Linked DNA regions of Gossypium hirsutum: region 1 is linked to region 2. Evidence: chromatin contacts called from public Hi-C data. All regions are on one chromosome and are shown on one strand. Each heading gives the region's core, a stretch centred on a gene start, on an enhancer-like site or on the middle of the called end of the contact. The rest is flanking DNA. Distances are from core to core; before and after follow the strand shown. Region 1 has its middle 6.3 kb from the start of LOC121214233. Region 2 holds the start of LOC107951774 (indole-3-acetic acid-amido synthetase GH3.6).

Region 1 (4,097 bases), core at 1,317-3,816, 44 kb before region 2:
ATAATTACAAAATAATATCCTTAGGATTGTAATCCACTATAATATGCTTATCCTATTGAAATTTTACTTTCTAATAGTGTTTAAAAGGGTGCCTCTCTCTCATATTATTGTTAACTTTGATTTTCTATGGGACATCCTTTTCTATTATTATCACAATATTTTATAAATTTCACTATCCATCAGTCATCTTTTAAGTCATAATAATCAACATCAACTTAAAACTTTTATTCTGGTTAATCACATCAAATTAAAACTTTGATCGGTTGCTATAGTGGTCATTGTTGGATAAATAATATTTTGTCCCTAAAAAGCAAAGCCTCTATTTTTCCTGTAACACTTGAAAGTTTCTCTCTTCCTGATCCTTTTTTCAACCTTTCAATCAGGGGTTTTTTCCTGGAATTTTTTTTATAGAAATAGATGGGATAGATCATCTTTTTAGTACTATAATATATCATTAGCACTAAGAAGATGATAGTAAAAAAACCTTTCTTGCACCCTATTCACTTATTCAACAATGGTAAAATGCATGGTTAACGTAATGATAAAAATGATAGTTTTGCAAAATAAGTCAACATTGTTGATATTAATTCCGAGATACTTTTAAGTAAAAAGTGATAGTATAAGAGAAAAAACTCAAGAGTTTAAACTTAAATTTTTCACTATAAATGTAAATATTATATCTTATAATTATACCCAATATTTAAAAAAAAATTCATCACAAGAATAATGTGAGATGACAAGGGTTTATCTTAGCTTAACCAGTGGTTGAGGGTTTGATCCGCGTCTTGGGTATAGAGCAGTTTTAAAACTCCTGGCTAACATTTACTCCTTAATGGGTCTACAGATGCCAATGATTAGTTACTGGGCTCGCTCCGTAAAATACCTTAAAATAAAAAATCTAACTCGATGATTGCAAAAATTATTTGGAAAATGAATCTTAAATAAACCAAACTGATGGGCACACTTTTAAAATTATCCAAGAAGGATATAAAACTCAAAAACAAATTCTCTACTTATTATCGACTAAATACGTTACCTATATTATATATATTCATAGCTTTGGGATGTTGTGAGCTACTGAGAATACGTCATTTTAGTTCATTTGGCATATATCTGAAAAGCATGTAGGAAGAATGAATATTATATGCCAAACTAAAACATGATAAAATTGTGTTATTATTATTAATTTTCAAAATAACATACATTATGAGGTGTTTTTTAAAATAATTTTATACAAAATATAATTTTTTTTATGCATGAAAAGATTTGAGCTGAAATCATCATGAACTTTGATATTTTAATTTTATTGAGTATTCATATATGCATTCATGATTCTCTAGTACTTTACAAGGCTCAGGATTGAGGATGAGGAAATTATTGAGGGAGATCATCTCCAAATTAGCATTTCAATTCAAAGGTATCACTCAACCCTAATCTTCAAACAAAAAGGAATACATTAGAGACATCTGTTGAGGCAACCCAATTTAGATGGCTAGAATATCTTTGTGAAAAATATGTTAATTAGTGTCTCAAGGTGATATTTATATTTTTAAAAATATAACTAAGTTTTTATTTTAGTGTCTGTAGATCTCCATTTACTAGATCTTTTTTCTTACATATAAAATTTAAGATAATTTCATTTTCTGAAAATTGAAAAGTTCACCCTTATATGTTAATTTCTCAAAAGGTGGTCATTATATTTTACCAAACCTAACAAGTCACTTCAATTGTGGATAAATACATCAACTTTAATAGTTAATTTGCTACATATTAATTGTTAGATTAATGATATTACCTAATTCAATTAACTTCTCCATTTTTGTAAAATATGATGACCAAATTCTAACGAATTAAAGTATGCACAATCATCATAGATAGGTTTAAATCTCATAATGCGTAGTTCAGGGGCGGAGTTAGGGGTAGGCAGAGTCTTGCCACCTCTATAATGAAATTTTTTTCATTTAGGTCCCTTTATAATTGATAAAATTTTAAATTAGTAATAGTAAAATTATACTTTAACCCTCTAAAAATGATAAAAAATTTGATTTAATCATTTAAAAATTATATAAATAAAGATTATTAAAATTGTGAAGTTACATTTTCACTATAATAAAAAATATACAATTTAATTCCGTCAAAGAAATTTTTTTAGCTTCATCCTTGGGGTAGTTGATATAAATAGGTTATATTCTTAGTATAGTTATATTTTATGATTTTTCAATATATATTTGTAATTATATTATATTTATAGGGATAAACCAGTAATTTCCTAAATTGAAATAAGATATATGATTGAATTTTTGCAACGAAAAAAGAAATGGTGATTATTTTGAATTGAGTTCAAAACTAAAAATAAAAGCATTTTCCATAAGAGATAAGACCAACAAAATCTAATATATCTAGTTTCGCTTGTGTCTTCCAACCTTCCCAAAGTCTTCACAACAAACGGCAAAGATGGCGTCTAATTTTTTAAATATATTTTCCAGGTGGGCCCAAGTGAAAAAAAAAAACCCACGTGGATGCTTGTGCAGTTATTGATCTCAAAAGCACCATGTGGGCCCACATTGCACCATGTATGTAGTCAACGGTTATTGCTTGCCACGTGGCAGGATATTGTGAGACGGCCCCCTACATCAAATATTATTTATTTTCTTTAAAATTGTAAAATTTCCCGGATTTTACGCTTCTAGGGAACCGTGACCAGCATGGACTTTGGGTCCCACTATGCTAAGTGGGCCGTAGATATACGAGTACACGTGGCGTTGTCTCCTTACCTTTTTCTTCAACTCCGACTCGCCGATTTATTGTCTAATCGTGCTAAATTCATCAGTTTTTCTTTTAAAAAAAATTCTTTTTAGGGATTTTTAAAATTATTCATCAATATAACGGTTTAAATCAAAATATAACTAAATAAATTATGAGATCCATATGTTGACAATTATATATAGCGAAAAATTCAAAGTTGTATTATAATGGCAATGCTACTTTAATCTCAATTTATGTAGAGAGTGAATAATCACATTCATGGTGATGCGTTGGAATTTGTGACTATGAAAAAGAGGTTTGTCTTTCATCTTTAACTTTTACTCCATTTAAGGGGTTGATTTTAAGCTTTCCTAATGGGGTAAGTAGAGCCACACCGTGAACAACACACATATAAAAATATATTCCATGCTTAACTCATTTCATTAATAAATGATCACTTCAATAATTTAATCGAAGTACCGTTTGATTTCTTTCCCCTCTACATAAAATCATTGGTGAAGTTGCTTTCAAATGTCTTATTTTATGCCATGGGAGTGGATTGTTAGCCCCTACCTACAAAGAGGGATTGGTGTGCAACATTATGTTGGCAAAGTGGCCCTATTTGACAAACAGGGTTCGTTGAGATTGGATAAGGGAGGGAAAGCATGGTTAAAGTGACAAATGAAGGCTTTTACTAGTGGAATTATGTAAGCAACAACCCTTGCATTATAGAGAAACAAAGATGCTATGATCTTTATACCACTTCTTCTTTACCTCATTTGTTCCCATATTGAATTAAGGAAATTTCACCACCTACTTTAACTTCTGCCCTAAAACTAAAGTGTTCAATTATTTTTTTCCACAACTCCATATTCCAGAAACCCCAAATCATCTCTGGTACTTTTCTCTGATTTTTTAGAGTTTTCTTTTCTCACATCGCATCATGAGAATTCCTTTTCAAGTTGGATCTCGAGTTTTTTCCACCAACAAAACAGCATTGTGTTTGAAAATTATCTAATAATTAAATTTGGATGTAATTGCTAATAATTACTTATATGGGGCATGTTTGGTTAACAATACACTTAGTAAATCCCATTGAATTGAGTGTACTCGAAGCACTCCAATTACACTATTTCATTCTTAGGAGAATGTGAAATTGAGTAATTACATGAATAAATTACAAATAATCATACTCAAATCCATTTATTCTATTACTTTTTAAACACGCTTGTACATGGTTTAAGTCTAATAATTTTTAATATAATAATAGTATTATAATTTTAGGATATATATTTTATTTTTAAAAATATAATTATATGTTATTTTATTAACCTCATTTAAATAATCTAAAA
Region 2 (3,541 bases), core at 317-2,816:
GTTGTTCTTTCTCATTGAGAGTTTTGGGCACAGAAATAGAACTAGTGACGCCATTGTTCCTTTGAACCCGCAAGAATTCAAAGTAGGCCATTGTGGGAACGAGAGTGTAGGAAACTTCACTTGGCTTGCAAAGAGGGTTAAGGTTGACACCAAAATAGCATTCACTGGATGCATACATGGTGCAGACGAGAGGGAGGCCATTGCTGTAGTAATCAAGTGTGGGAATGTACTGTGACATTGTCCCAGTCACAATCACATCCACATATTTTGTATTAGGCCATAACCTTGTGATGATCCCTTGCCATGAATCTTTGCTGCACTCGGCCTCAATGAAATCAGCAAGTTTAGGATCAGGTTTCAGGATTTTCATAACAGCCTCTCTCACAGATTGGTCAGTGATTTGGGAATCAATGGTTCCCGTTCTTATATCTTTGCAAAGGAGACGCCAATGTTTTTCAAGGAACTTGATGGCCCTGATGAAGCCAGAGGCAAAAACAGCACCGACCCTGAGGACCTCTTTGTGTTGGCAAAGTCCACAAAGCATTTGAGAGTACATGCTTTGGTAAGAATCAGGACAAAGGATGGTTTCATTTGGGCTAGTGTAGTTGGTGTAGGGGTCATATGGCCTATTCTTGAAATGGGTGCTTTTGTAGTAGCTAGTGAGAACAGGGCGTGCCACAAGGCCACCAGGTGTCTTAGCCTCGGATTTTATAAACAAAAAGTACATTCCTTTGCCTTCGTCTAGACCAGGGACAAATTGGCTCATAACAGGCATCAGTAAGCTATAGAGCAGTGACCTCCTTCCTAACTCCTCTTCAATTGTTGGCATCAGCTTTCTCTCCCCACCTGATGTCCCAGAGCTGCAAAGAAGAAACCAAGACCATCCGTTTAGCCAAAACCAAAATAAACATGAAATCTACAAGGCAGGCTATCACTGATGTGCTTGTAAAACAGGTAAAGTTTGAAATGGCCTGCCTAGGAGGAGAGGAAACAAAAACAGGAAAAACCTTTTAAAAAAACATAAGCATAAAAAGAAAAAAGGGTTGCTTAGTTTGCTGACCTTGTCAAGAACTCAGAAATGGGGTTGGAAGAAAGTATGGGAGAGGTATCACCATTGGCAATACGGTCAATATGAGGTTGGATATCCTCATAGGTGATGACAGGCATGGTTTTTTTGAAAGTCTCTCTATCAGTGTGACCATTAAGGCCACGTGTTTGCAGGTACTCAACATGAGCATTGCGTGAAAGGATCTCTTCAAGGACTTTCTTTTGAACTTCATCAGCGTTTGAAGTCACATCCTCAATGAACTGAAGGGTTTTCTTGTTCTTCAGTTCCAGGCTGTAATCTGTAGTAGGTTTAAGTGTGTTCTTAGGTGCTTCAGGCATGATTCTGATATTTGTTGTTTGCACTTTTTGAATGGGAAGAAAGGCCTTTCTTTTAAGAGCCAAGAGAGAGAGAGAGAGAGAGAGAGAGAGAGAGAGAGAGAGAGAGAGAGAGAGAGAGAGAGAGAGGAGGGTGTTTGATAGATGAAATGGATGTCTATAGTTTTGGTTTGGGTTTAGGTGTGAGGGAAAAGAAGGAAGGAGTTGGGTATAAATAGATGGAGGATTGAAGTTGCTTGAGCTTTAAAAAATAATGGTACAATTAAGGGTATATACGTCAATTTCTCATTATTATTTATCAATTATTATTATTTTTGTTTTTATTTTTTGCATGCCTTAAGATAAAGAAATTTGAATATTCCCATATGCTTCAATTTTTTTTTCTATCAAAGTAAAACATGCCAAAATACCCAATTCAAGTTCTATCCTTAACTTTGATCAGTTCCCAAGTACCCAATTATCCCATTTTATCATTTTTTTTAAAAAAATATTAATTTTTTATTTAAAAATTTCTATTCACAATTTAATATATAAAAAACCAATTTATTTGATTAAATATCACGAAATTTTCACTTAAAATACATAATTAATTTACTGATTTTTTTCCCAAAGGACAATATACATGCTTAAATACAATTGATAAAGCGTAATTTGATATAGATATGGAGAAAAAGAACCAGTTCAACCGGGTACAAACGGTTGACAGGCAATTCCCGGTAATCCCGCAGTAGAATCACCGGTACAAACGCGCTTGTACCGCGGGTGTCTCAAAAAATACCGGCAGCCAATTTCCTTTAAATTAGGTTTCAAGTAATTGTAAATTGCAATTCCCAGTAAGATATGAAAAAAACGGCGTTTACTTTGAAGTTCTCGCGAGACAATATGTCAATATCTGTTGAAAAGATAAATAGGAGAAGAGAAGAGAAACAAATTATGTGTGTGTGTTAGATGCGTACGGTAAATAATTGGGAGGGGCGCGTTTTCCTTATTATTTTCTTGTTTAAAGGATTTAAGTGGGACCGGCTAGCCAGCTGGCTGCCAAATTTTATAATTTGACACGTGTACGAATGGGAGTTCAGTTCCTTCACGTACTCTATTTTTACTAGGAACCTAATCGGCTGCAAAAACTCGGCTTCTTACATATGTTGTATAATATTACATACTTTATAGGAGTAGTCATGCCCCCAACTTTTACTATACAAATTTCTATTACCACTTTGACTTTGTATTCCTATACCCCTATTTTATTAATAATAATATGTTCGGGCAATCACAAAAGTATTATGGAGGTTTTTGTATTAAAAATTTAATTATATTTTTATTAAAAGGTGTGTAAATTAATATTTATATATTAAATAAAAAAAAGTAAATCGGTCTCTTTCTATTAAAAATTGATATAATTGACGAAATGACTTGATAGTGACACATGGCGTGTTAGGTATATCTGTTAGTACAAAACTCCGGTAAGGAAAAAACTCGAACACACGATCGGAACTCGAAAAGAAAAAGAAGAAATAGGACAGGCTCCAAGGCGTGTATCAAGCCACATCTTTAAGGTTATATTCGCCCCCACTTATCTTCAGTGTGCAAACGAGTTCCAAGCAAATTAACCTCGAGGATACAATGAAGCCAATGACTATTTGCGTTTTGCACTGACGAGAATAGTCCACTATGCACTGAGTAATGTATAACAAAAACTCAATTTTTACAAAGGATTTCTGCAGCAATACTTTATAGAATAATCTAATAATATTAGAAAATGAAGGAAGAGAAGAAATAATATTAGAATTTGTTGATATGATTTCCAAATGAAATCCCATTCCTATTTATAGGAATTTTCATGTCTCTTCATAGAGACATCTTTCAATAGGTGTCTTTATGAATAAATAAATAATAATAATTATTCATTTAATTTTGTAACTATTCAAATAATATTTTTTGAATAGTTATAATTCTTTTTTAAAAAAAAAATCAAATGATATAACTTTTGACCAATGACCAAAAGTTTTATCTTTTGATTAATTACACCCATTCATTTATAGTTATTGGGATACTATAAATATTTGAAAATATTTCAACAATCTCCCCCCATTTTCAAAATATTTAGATTTTGATATTCTTGGAAATCAATTTGCATAAATAAATGTGTCTTACGATT

Evidence for each region. Hi-C and Micro-C count contacts between places; a contact is called where the count stands out from the background.
Region 1: a Hi-C map of leaf shows a contact between it and region 2, with 2.7 times the contacts expected there. The contact joins the enhancer-like site here to the promoter of LOC107951774 in region 2. A contact is called at or near these places in 14 of 34 Hi-C or Micro-C datasets (anther, fibers, hypocotyl and 3 more).

Annotation. Positions count from the first base shown.
Region 1 is chrD01:8,941,585-8,945,681 of Gossypium_hirsutum_v2.1, reverse strand. No RefSeq gene overlaps it. Among protein-coding and RNA genes, the nearest start is that of LOC121214233, 6.3 kb to the right of the region's middle. Within about 2 kb of position 2,566, at least 3 of the 9 cell types and tissues checked have an H3K27ac peak or open chromatin away from gene starts, as enhancers often do. A contact at or near this core is called in hypocotyl and leaf, where this site is marked.
Region 2 is chrD01:8,897,516-8,901,056 of Gossypium_hirsutum_v2.1, reverse strand. It overlaps LOC107951774 (indole-3-acetic acid-amido synthetase GH3.6), which reads right to left and starts at 1,566. Exons shown (of 3, transcript XM_041086966.1): 1 at 1,061-1,566; 2 at 1-860. The coding sequence starts at 1,386.